3 separate regions of the Mus musculus genome follow, and all the other regions are linked to region 3. Evidence: chromatin contacts called from public HiChIP or PLAC-seq data. All regions are on one chromosome and are shown on one strand. Each heading gives the region's core, a stretch centred on a gene start, on an enhancer-like site or on the middle of the called end of the contact. The rest is flanking DNA. Distances are from core to core; before and after follow the strand shown. Region 1 has its middle 21 kb from the start of Gm46242. Region 2 overlaps Hdac4 (histone deacetylase 4). Region 3 has its middle 7.0 kb from the start of Gm36102.

Region 1 (2,881 bases), core at 368-2,867, 890 kb before region 3:
CTCCTGAGTCTCTGGTCTCCAGCACGCTGCTTGGCAGATAGGCCCATCTCTGTCCCTGGCTGAGTTGTTAGCCCTGTGTGGCCTGGTGCTTTCATTGGCTGTCCCTGCTCACAGCAACATTCTCTGCACTTGTACTTTGCCCAGCTGTCAAGATTCAACCATGGGGTCCCTTCCTGGTCTAAAGAAGATTTATTCCCTTCGGCTAAACAGCAAGCTGGTTCTTATCTATAGGCAAAGTGTTTACAGGAATGGAGGCCGAAGGCAGACAGCCTGTGAGAATGTCATACTCTGGACGTCACCCAGATGACAGGGCTCTAGTTCTGATGCACAGCAACACACTGTACCAGCAGACTCAGCTCCTTGTCTGCCCAAGACCAAGTTCTACTGGGAATAATGTCCACACTTGCTGCTCAGTCTTGGCTCCTAAAGGAATCCCAAGCTGTGGGTCCTCTGTGGCCTCCCAGGTCAGATCCATAGCCAGAATCTAGTCACATGGCAGGAAAGGCTCCAAGCTACTTCTCACTTGGAGAGAAAATACACCCTTGAATTTGCTCTCATTTTTGGCACACTCTGCTTCTATGTTGGATAAGAATTACTTGTGCCTTGTCAACCTTCCCCAGCATGTGACTGAAGCAACGACCTCTGCTCTCCTTCTTACCACCCAAGCTTTCAAGAAAAGGTTTGGTCAGCCAAAATGGCCCTTCGTGGTTGGGGCCAGATGGATGCTGTGACTTCCAACCTAGGTGGTGGCAGATCCCTGGTCATGGACTTGTGATCTGGAACAGCTGAGTCACAGCTCGGTGGGAGCCTGCCTTGCGTGTGTGAGGCCCTGAGTTCAAGCACCAGAAGGTTCTGTTGGTCTCCAGCAGGAGAACTGTGTAAGAAGCCATGCCAGGTGCCCCTGTCAGCTCTTCTGGGGGACACACAATTGGAGCCTGGAGCCTGTAAGTGAATACAGAGACAGGTGGGGGGGGGAATAGGCAGGCAGACAGACAGACAGACACAGAGACACAGCAAGATAGAGACCAACAGGCACGGGGGGAGGGGGCACACCGACACAGATCCACAGATATGTACATACACACAGTGAGAAACAGAAACACAGAGAGAGACGAACAGAAGGACATACAGAAACAGACACACACACATAAGCAGATAGAGAGGAGACACAAAGACAGACTCACACAATACGTAAGACACACATACACACACACACACACACACACACACACACACACACACACAGGGGGTGGGGGTGGGGGGCTAGTAAGATCTCTGACCATTATCTTGCTGACCTAAATCCAGAGCTGCCTTGATCAGAGGCCGTTCCCACTGTGAGGACCTGAGACACTTTGTTAGGGCTGGGAGAGGGTTCTTTCCAGCATGAGTCACTGTCCGCCTCTCTTCCTTAATTAGTGCTCAGGGACTTGCTGTTGTAACTCTAGTGAAGTCCACGGAAATTAATCAAAGAATATCTTAGACCTTAAATACAGCGAGAACTGCCACCAGGCCAAATCCGAAGGCACTGGGACCTGCATGGCCCAGCGCTCCCCTAGAAACTGAGCTTGAGCCTCCCACGTGTCCAGCACTCCCTGTCCTGGCACTTCCTTCCTCGGGGTTTACTTTCTGGAAGGTTTTCTACTTGTTTTTCCAACTATGGCAATTTCTCAATCTACTACATACCACAATCCTCAATAAAAACGGTTCTCATGGAGCCCTGGTCCCGAGGGCTTGGCAAGTATGGCTTCTTGGATGTGGTCCCTGTGTGTCTACACACTCTGGGATGCAAAGCACAGGGGGACTCTGTCCACACTCACATGAACCCCACCCTTGCTAATCTCCAGAAGATCAGCCAGTCTCATAGGTGCCAGAACCAGGGGTTGGCGTGGGAGGTGCCCAGCAAAAGGGTCCTGTGGTTCCAGTTAGTCCCATTGTACTTAAGAGGCTGAAGATATAGTAGGACCACATCCAGAACATGCAAGAGAACAGACCCACAGTTGTAGCATCCAGACTAGGAAGCTGTCTCAGCACCTACAACAACCATCCCAGCTGATCACCCTTCATCTGCAGTGCCCAGCCCAGCAGGCCACCCATAACCTATAGCACCCAGCCTAGAAGGCCCTACTCCACACCCAGCACACAGCTCAGGCACTAGCCTCATCACCCACAGTGCCCAGACTGGGCTGTCTGGAAGCCCTTCTCCCACTAGACTGAAGCCCTCCAGATCAGGACCACTCTACCCATTTCACCCCAGCATCCTCAGCCCCAGCCAATCACAGACCTAGGGGATCAAAGCGCAGACACAGAGGCACATGGACCAGCTTACCCTGCAGAAGCACTGTCATGATCATGATACAATTTTTCTATAAAGCAAACCCCAGCAGAGCAGAGGGGAGAGGTGTGAAATACTGACAAGAAAGGAAGGTGCTCCCACGGAGCCACAGGGGATGACCAGGAATGTAGAGTCCAGCCAAAAAGATAAGTTCACATGGCCTTAGGATCCCCCATAAATCTTCACTGTCTTCATGGCTTGGCTCCTGTGTTGAGTGTAGAGCTTGCCGGAAGTCTTAGAAGGGCTTTCTGCCGTACAGATCTGCCCGTGTGCATGCTCCATCCACAGGGCCAGGCTGGGTCAGTGGGGAAAATGAAGGGCATTAGAAGTTGTATTGAACAAGGCACCCAGGTGGAAATGACAGCCACTGACCAATGGGGTCACTTTGGGCAAGCAGGTGAGCCACTTGGGGTGCTCAATTTACTACTAGGACTTGTGCCAAAGAATAAACAAACCCTATTTGAGGAGATGGAGAGCACCTCCTAGTATTAGGGTTATTAATGGTGTAGACATGGTATTGGGGGAGGTGTTTATGTCCTAGAAGTGCTC
Region 2 (2,845 bases), core at 78-2,577, 800 kb before region 3:
GCTAGCTGCCACTATGTCAGGGCTCTGAGCCTACCCATGAGCATCTGGCATCCTCAATAACCTTAGACCAGGAGTCACACAGTAGGAAAGTATCCTGTGTGCTCTCTTTCATCTTTCCCATAAGGGAAAATGTCTAAAGGTAAATGTTGTGGAGACCTATGTATAAATGGAAATCTTGGAAAATAATGCCAATTAGTCTGGTGGCCTTTTCACATTTAGGATTTCAGGGAAGTCAGTGGGAGCAAGCTTTGCTGGCCAGGCAGGGCTGGGGACACGTGTGGCTGACTGCTGCCTCTGACCCGCCTCCTTAAGTACCTGCTCTCTATTTGAGTTTAGATGGTTTTCTCTCATGACAGCTACAATGGAGGGCAGGGAGGTTTGGCAACCATGAGACTGGGGAGTGGGGGCTGGGGGGTGAGGCTCAGTGCTTGGTTGATGTACTCAGGGCCTGATGGAAAGACTTGGCTAAGGTGTACACCTACTTTCTCTGATGAAGGAACACCCCACTGATGGCATGGGTCAGAGCTGTAGCAAGGCATAACTAGCAGGGTTTCTCTTATAATAGTGTCCACAGAAGGTTGAGGGAGGAATATGCATTTGGTTCCAGAAGCTTAAAAGCTGTACATAGTGAGGCAGCAGTTTCACTCTTCTCTCCTACCCTGTGCTTTCTAGAGTGAAACTTGCAGAGCACACCACACAGAACATGCATTTAACTTTGAGTCTGGTATTGTGTGCAATTCTGACAAGAACCTTCAAGAGCAATCCTGATCTCTGTGTCACATGGGCCAACCCTGGGCTGGCAGGTGTTGGCAAACCAGGTCAGAGAGGGTCTTCCTTAAGAGCCATCTAGTCCCTGGCCTACATGGTGGGGACAGCAGTTTCATAAGCCCAGAAGAGCAGGTGCAGCAGGCGCCGCAGATCGCAGAGCTGCTGACCCACTTGCCACTCTAATCCTGAAGCCGAGGGGCTCCTATGTGACACAGGCTCCAGGATCTGTGTGGTGTGCTCCTTACTCCTGGTTCTTTCCTTCCTAGCACCTAAACAGCACCCATAGGGGATCAATGTGAGTAAGATCTATGAAGCAAGAATCACATACATAAATTAGGTAACAGATATACATACCAGCCAGAGAGGCCTAGACTAGTGGTTCTCAACCTATGGGTCGTGACCCTTCTGCGGGGGGTGGGGGTAGGGGGAGGGCTGAATGGCCCTTTCACAGGGGCCACTTATGACCATCGGAAAACAGATTTACATTATGATTCATAACAGTAGCAAAGTTACAGTTATGAAGTAGCAATGAGTAACTTTATGGTTGGGGGGGGGGAGGTCACCACAATCTGAGGAACTGCATAAAAGAGTTCCTTTAATAGGGCATTAGGAAGGTTGAGAACCATTGGCCTAGACAGATTCAGATTTGGGAATTCTTCAATGAAGGTTATGTGTCAGTTTTACCACAAGCATTTGGGGCTCCCAGGGTTATGTGACATCACCTTCATTCTAACCTGAAGCTCATTCCAACTGGGTCTCTGTTGTGTGCAGCTATAAACACAAGGAGCTAGGAATGTCAACAAGGGGTCTTCATCAACATAGCAGGAGGGAACTCACATGGTGCTCACTGTACTTTAACCCTCAAAAACTTTATGTGACTGACCCACTGAAGACTACTGTGCAGGCCAATGTCCCCAACTCTGCCTGGCAGTACTAGTGGGGCAGTGCAGAACCCGAATCTAAGCATTGCTCCTGAGTCACAGGATATATGATAGCTGAGTAAAGAGGTCCCAGCCCAGCCCTAAGCTGAAAGCTCGGCTTGTGCATGCTGACTCCACCCAAGCCTGCAGACAAGCTCCCATAGACACCGGACCACACTGGAGAGCTGAGGAGCAGCATGAGGCCTGGCCAGCACGTTATCCTCCACACGAGTGAAACAGGAAGGGAGAACGTGCTGCAGCGAGTGCCTCTGTGTCCTGGCCCCGCTCTGTGTCCCTTCTGCTCATCTCTTAGCCAAGGTCAGACATCCTACCCGGGCTGGGATACAGCTGTAGCCCCGTGCTGGGTGAACTGCCCCTCAGATGGGAGGTGGCTGGCCTCTGCCGTCTGAGCTCTGTGCAGCGGCCTGGTGCCTGTGGTGAGCACACTCTGCAGGGCCAGGACCGCTCCATACCTCGTTTCCCAGCAGAGCAGACACGCAGGCTTCAGAAGCATCACAGATGGCTGTCAGGTCATGGCCTCCCTCAAGGGCCAGCACAAGCCGGCCACCAGCTAAGCCCATCAGCTGTTTTGTCAAGTACCCAAAACCTGCAAAGGCAGAGGGACACGTTGAGTGGAGCGCGCCAGATACTCCCCTCAACATCCCTAATAAACACAGGAGCTGGGTATCATCTTCAGTAACTGAGGCTCGCTTAACATGCTTATTAGTTTGGCTTTTGGATTGTATCTTCATCCGACTGACTGAATTTTGGTTTCAGTGCTGTATCTTCCCCATCTAAGGCTTTGCACTCCCTGCCTTCCTGGGCATCTGATATGCTGTGTACATACATATGCAAGTGGAAGGCAGCATGCCCATGTCAATGCTGTGTGTGGCACGGAGCTTTCCCACATTCATGTCTGGGCATCTGCTTCCATCTAGGGTCACAGTCTTCCCTGTTTTCAGTCAACACCCAGCACATCACTTGCTGGTCATGGGGTTGCTATGCATAGCCAGATAGGCTGATGCAGGTTAGGCACTAGGAAAGCCCTAGTAACCAGCCCACTCACCAGACCAGATTCAGGTCCAATGTCTCTGATGGAAACATTGATACTGGCTTTGGGGTTACAGAGACTGTGGTACAAAGAGTACTCTCTGCCC
Region 3 (3,154 bases), core at 224-2,723:
AGCCTGTGTGTCTGTCTGGCACTTCTTCAGTCCTTTACTGCCCCAGTCGTGCCTGTCCCTGAAACCGTGCAGGATGTAATGGAGATCAAACTATATTTAATAAGACTTTGTGTTTAGCAGACCTTTTTCTCTAGAATGAGCAAAATGAAACTTTGACTTCACAAAAGGTAGCAGGTAAAACTATGGTAATGATAACTGTCAAGCTCACAATCAAAGATTAGCACTATGAAAACCCCACCTTGTGCACACGAGACCTTCCTGTGGGCTGGTGTGTTGATAAGATGTCCCAGCGCTGGTGAGGCCACAAAGGAAGGGAGACCCAAGTGTTTCCCAAATGTCCAAAGGGCAACTGTACAAAAATCCATTCAAAGACAGAGTTCTGGATTGTCATTTAACAAACAAGGAAAAATGTTCAGTCTTTAATGTACCTCCATAATCTCCTTTGAACTAACGAAGATCCTAATGTGTCAGGTTTTAGTTAATTTCAAACAACAGCATCCCCAGTTATCGACAAATTCCACTGAACTCTCCTCCCACCTTCTGTGTGAAGCCAAGGTTTGTCGTGGACACATCCTGACCACTGATGGGATGTAGAAGCAGCTAGAAAAATCACGATGGCTAGCAAGCCCAACACTGGACAGATCTGAAAACTGCTTTTAGGGGAAAAAATTAGGAACATCAAGATGGCTCAGCAGCTACAGGCACCTGCGACCAAGACAACTGGGACCCACACAGTGGAGGGAGAAAACCAATGCCAGCCAGTTGTTTTCTGACCCGTACCTACATGTTGCACTGCGGATACAAACACTCACGTCCACACAAAATAATAAATAACCTTTTAAATCGTGCAACTTTTCTCTTTACATTTGGAAAATATTTATATTCCTCATCAGAATTCATTATCTGTGTTGAAGTGTAATGAGTTTGCCCTGGTTAACTTTTGTTTGTTTCTTTGGTTAGTTGTTTTGTTTGTTTGTTTGTTTGTTTTATTGGTTATTTTATTTATTTGTATTTCAAATGTTGTCCCCCTTCCCAGTTTCCCCTCCACAAACCCCCATCCCATGCCTTCTCTCCCTGCCTCTATGAGGGTGCTCCCCCACCCACTCCCACCTCACCGCCCTAGCATCCTCCTACTCTGGGGCATCAAGCCTGCACAGGACCAAGGGCCTCCCCTCCCACTGATGCCAGATAAGGCCATTCTCTGCTACATATGGGCTGGAGCCATGAGTCCCTCCATGTGTACTCTTTAATGAATTAGCAAAACATAATTAACATTTTTCTGTCCTCTAACCTCCAGCGTAGTAGCTCCGACAACTCCCACCCTTACACAAGCAGGGGCCTGGCAGTGACCTGGAGATCAGCTGAGAACTGCTGATCTCAAACCATGAATCACTGGTTGGAAGCCAGCAGATAATTGTGTCTCGCCCGCAGGCTGCTCCATCCTATCTGGCAATTGCCAGGAAGTCACCCATGTCGGCCCAGAGCCAAGTCACAGTCTCAGCCTTCAGCGATGGCTGCCTGTGGCCTGCAGGCTGCAAGCCTATTAATCAAGACCCTTTAAAGGAAAGGATTTTCCACTCTCGAAGAAATACATCACCCACTATAGGAATCTTAGCAAACACAGAAAGTGTACAGAGGCAAACAAAGTCCTCCACCCAGGGACAGCCGTGCAGATGGATCCCACCTCGGATTTTACTAAAAGGGGAGGGGTACAGTAGTTTGCTGTTGGGCTGATACAGTTTCATGGAAGCCAAGTTAGGCTGGTGTTGCTGGAACGGTGTGTGGACTGCAGACCCCAGCACCCTTCCTTCCCTACACCTGGTCGTCACTGCTCAGGAGCCTGGGAACGCATCCTGTAAAGCCTTGTTTACCGCCCCTGCTTCTGTAGGTTTGAGGGTGACTCATCCAGAGGATCCTTCTGGAGTACAGGGGATCTCCCCTGCTGGAAGCTGGCCATGCAGGCTAGCAGCCACAGGTTCATGCTATAAGCTCAAAGGTTGGGCATCTTGCCTCAGGTTTCTTTGCCCCAGTGAGGAGAGTCCTGATGTTGCCAAATAACCTCGTATCCAGGGTCCCCAAGTGACTCTGGGCCAGTGGTTCTCAACCTATGGGCTGAGACCCCTTTGAGGGCTCAAAGAATCCTTTCACAGGGATCACATATCAGATATCCTGCAAACCAGATATTTGCACTATGATTCATAACAGTAGCAAAATTACGGTTATGAAGTAGCAACAAAGATAATTTTATGGTTGGGGAGTCACCACATAAGGAACTATATTTATTACAGGGTCACAGCATTAGGAAAGTTGAAAACCACTGATCTAGAGGTATTTGGACCCCCAAAGCCTTCTCTGACCCTCTTTCAGAAGCACATACGTGTGGCAAGGGCTCCTGGGACAAAAGGGCACAAATGGTGGTTCCCATGACAGAAATGTGTCCTCCTTTGTCTCAGTCTTGGGCAAGTCAGAGCCTCCTGAGTCTCTCAAGGAAAACTTGTGTCTGCCTTTCTCTGCCTACTCTGGCTGTCTGCCAACCTGGGCAACTTTGGTGTTATGTCCCCCACAGATCTGTGTCTTGAATGCTTGCCCCTCTACTGAAAGAGCTATTCTATGAGGCCAGGATAAGGGGTGATAGCTGGCTGGCAAAAATAGGTGACAAGGGCCTTTGAAGGTGATAGCCCAGCCTCTGGGTCTAACTGCTCTCTGCTTCTAGGTGCTCCTGCCTCCAAAGAAGGAACTGTCGGACTGGCTGAAATAGAAACAGGAGCCAGACACATCCACACATAACTTGCATCTGCCACTTATCCGTAACAGTGATAGACAAGTAGCTTTTGGTACCCAGGAGTTGTGAGGAACCTGGCCACATCTTCAAGAGGAATGTGGGAGAGTTTAGAAATCAGGCTAGAGAAATCTTAGAATCTAGGACTTGTGCTCAGTTATTGGCTCTGATGGAAGCTCAGAAGAGAGGAACACGGATAGAATTATGGACAGTAGACACTGTCAGGAGGTACCAGATGGCAGCTGGCCTGCCTTCTTACTACTAGAATAAATAATATGATGAGCTTTTGTCTATGTTCTAAGTGTGTGTGTGTGTGTGTGTGTGTGTGTGTGTGTGTGTCAGAATTCAAAAGCAATGAATTTTTTGTGGCATGGT

Evidence for each region. HiChIP or PLAC-seq counts read pairs in DNA pulled down with a chosen protein or histone mark.
Region 1: a FOXA1 HiChIP or PLAC-seq map of pancreatic cancer cells shows a contact between it and region 3. The contact joins two enhancer-like sites. A contact is called at or near these places in 1 of 484 Hi-C or Micro-C datasets (embryonic stem cells) and 1 of 115 datasets of contacts at active chromatin or transcription factors (pancreatic cancer cells).
Region 2: an HNF4G HiChIP or PLAC-seq map of pancreatic cancer cells shows a contact between it and region 3. The contact joins two enhancer-like sites. A contact is called at or near these places in 1 of 115 datasets of contacts at active chromatin or transcription factors (pancreatic cancer cells) and 1 of 9 other capture datasets (adipose tissue).

The regions. Positions count from the first base shown.
Region 1 is chr1:91,856,879-91,859,759 of GRCm38.p6, forward strand. No RefSeq gene overlaps it. Among named protein-coding and RNA genes, the nearest start is that of Gm46242, 21 kb to the right of the region's middle. Within about 2 kb of position 1,618, at least 58 of the 459 cell types and tissues checked have an H3K27ac peak or open chromatin away from gene starts, as enhancers often do. A contact at or near this core is called in pancreatic cancer cells, where this site is marked.
Region 2 is chr1:91,943,739-91,946,583 of GRCm38.p6, forward strand. It overlaps Hdac4 (histone deacetylase 4), which reads right to left. Exons shown (of 27, transcript NM_207225.2): 24 at 2,162-2,295. Among named protein-coding and RNA genes, the nearest start is that of Gm46242, 65 kb to the left of the region's middle. Within about 2 kb of position 1,328, at least 15 of the 459 cell types and tissues checked have an H3K27ac peak or open chromatin away from gene starts, as enhancers often do. A contact at or near this core is called in pancreatic cancer cells, where this site is marked.
Region 3 is chr1:92,743,573-92,746,726 of GRCm38.p6, forward strand. No RefSeq gene overlaps it. Among named protein-coding and RNA genes, the nearest start is that of Gm36102, 7.0 kb to the right of the region's middle. Within about 2 kb of position 1,474, at least 56 of the 459 cell types and tissues checked have an H3K27ac peak or open chromatin away from gene starts, as enhancers often do. A contact at or near this core is called in pancreatic cancer cells, where this site is marked.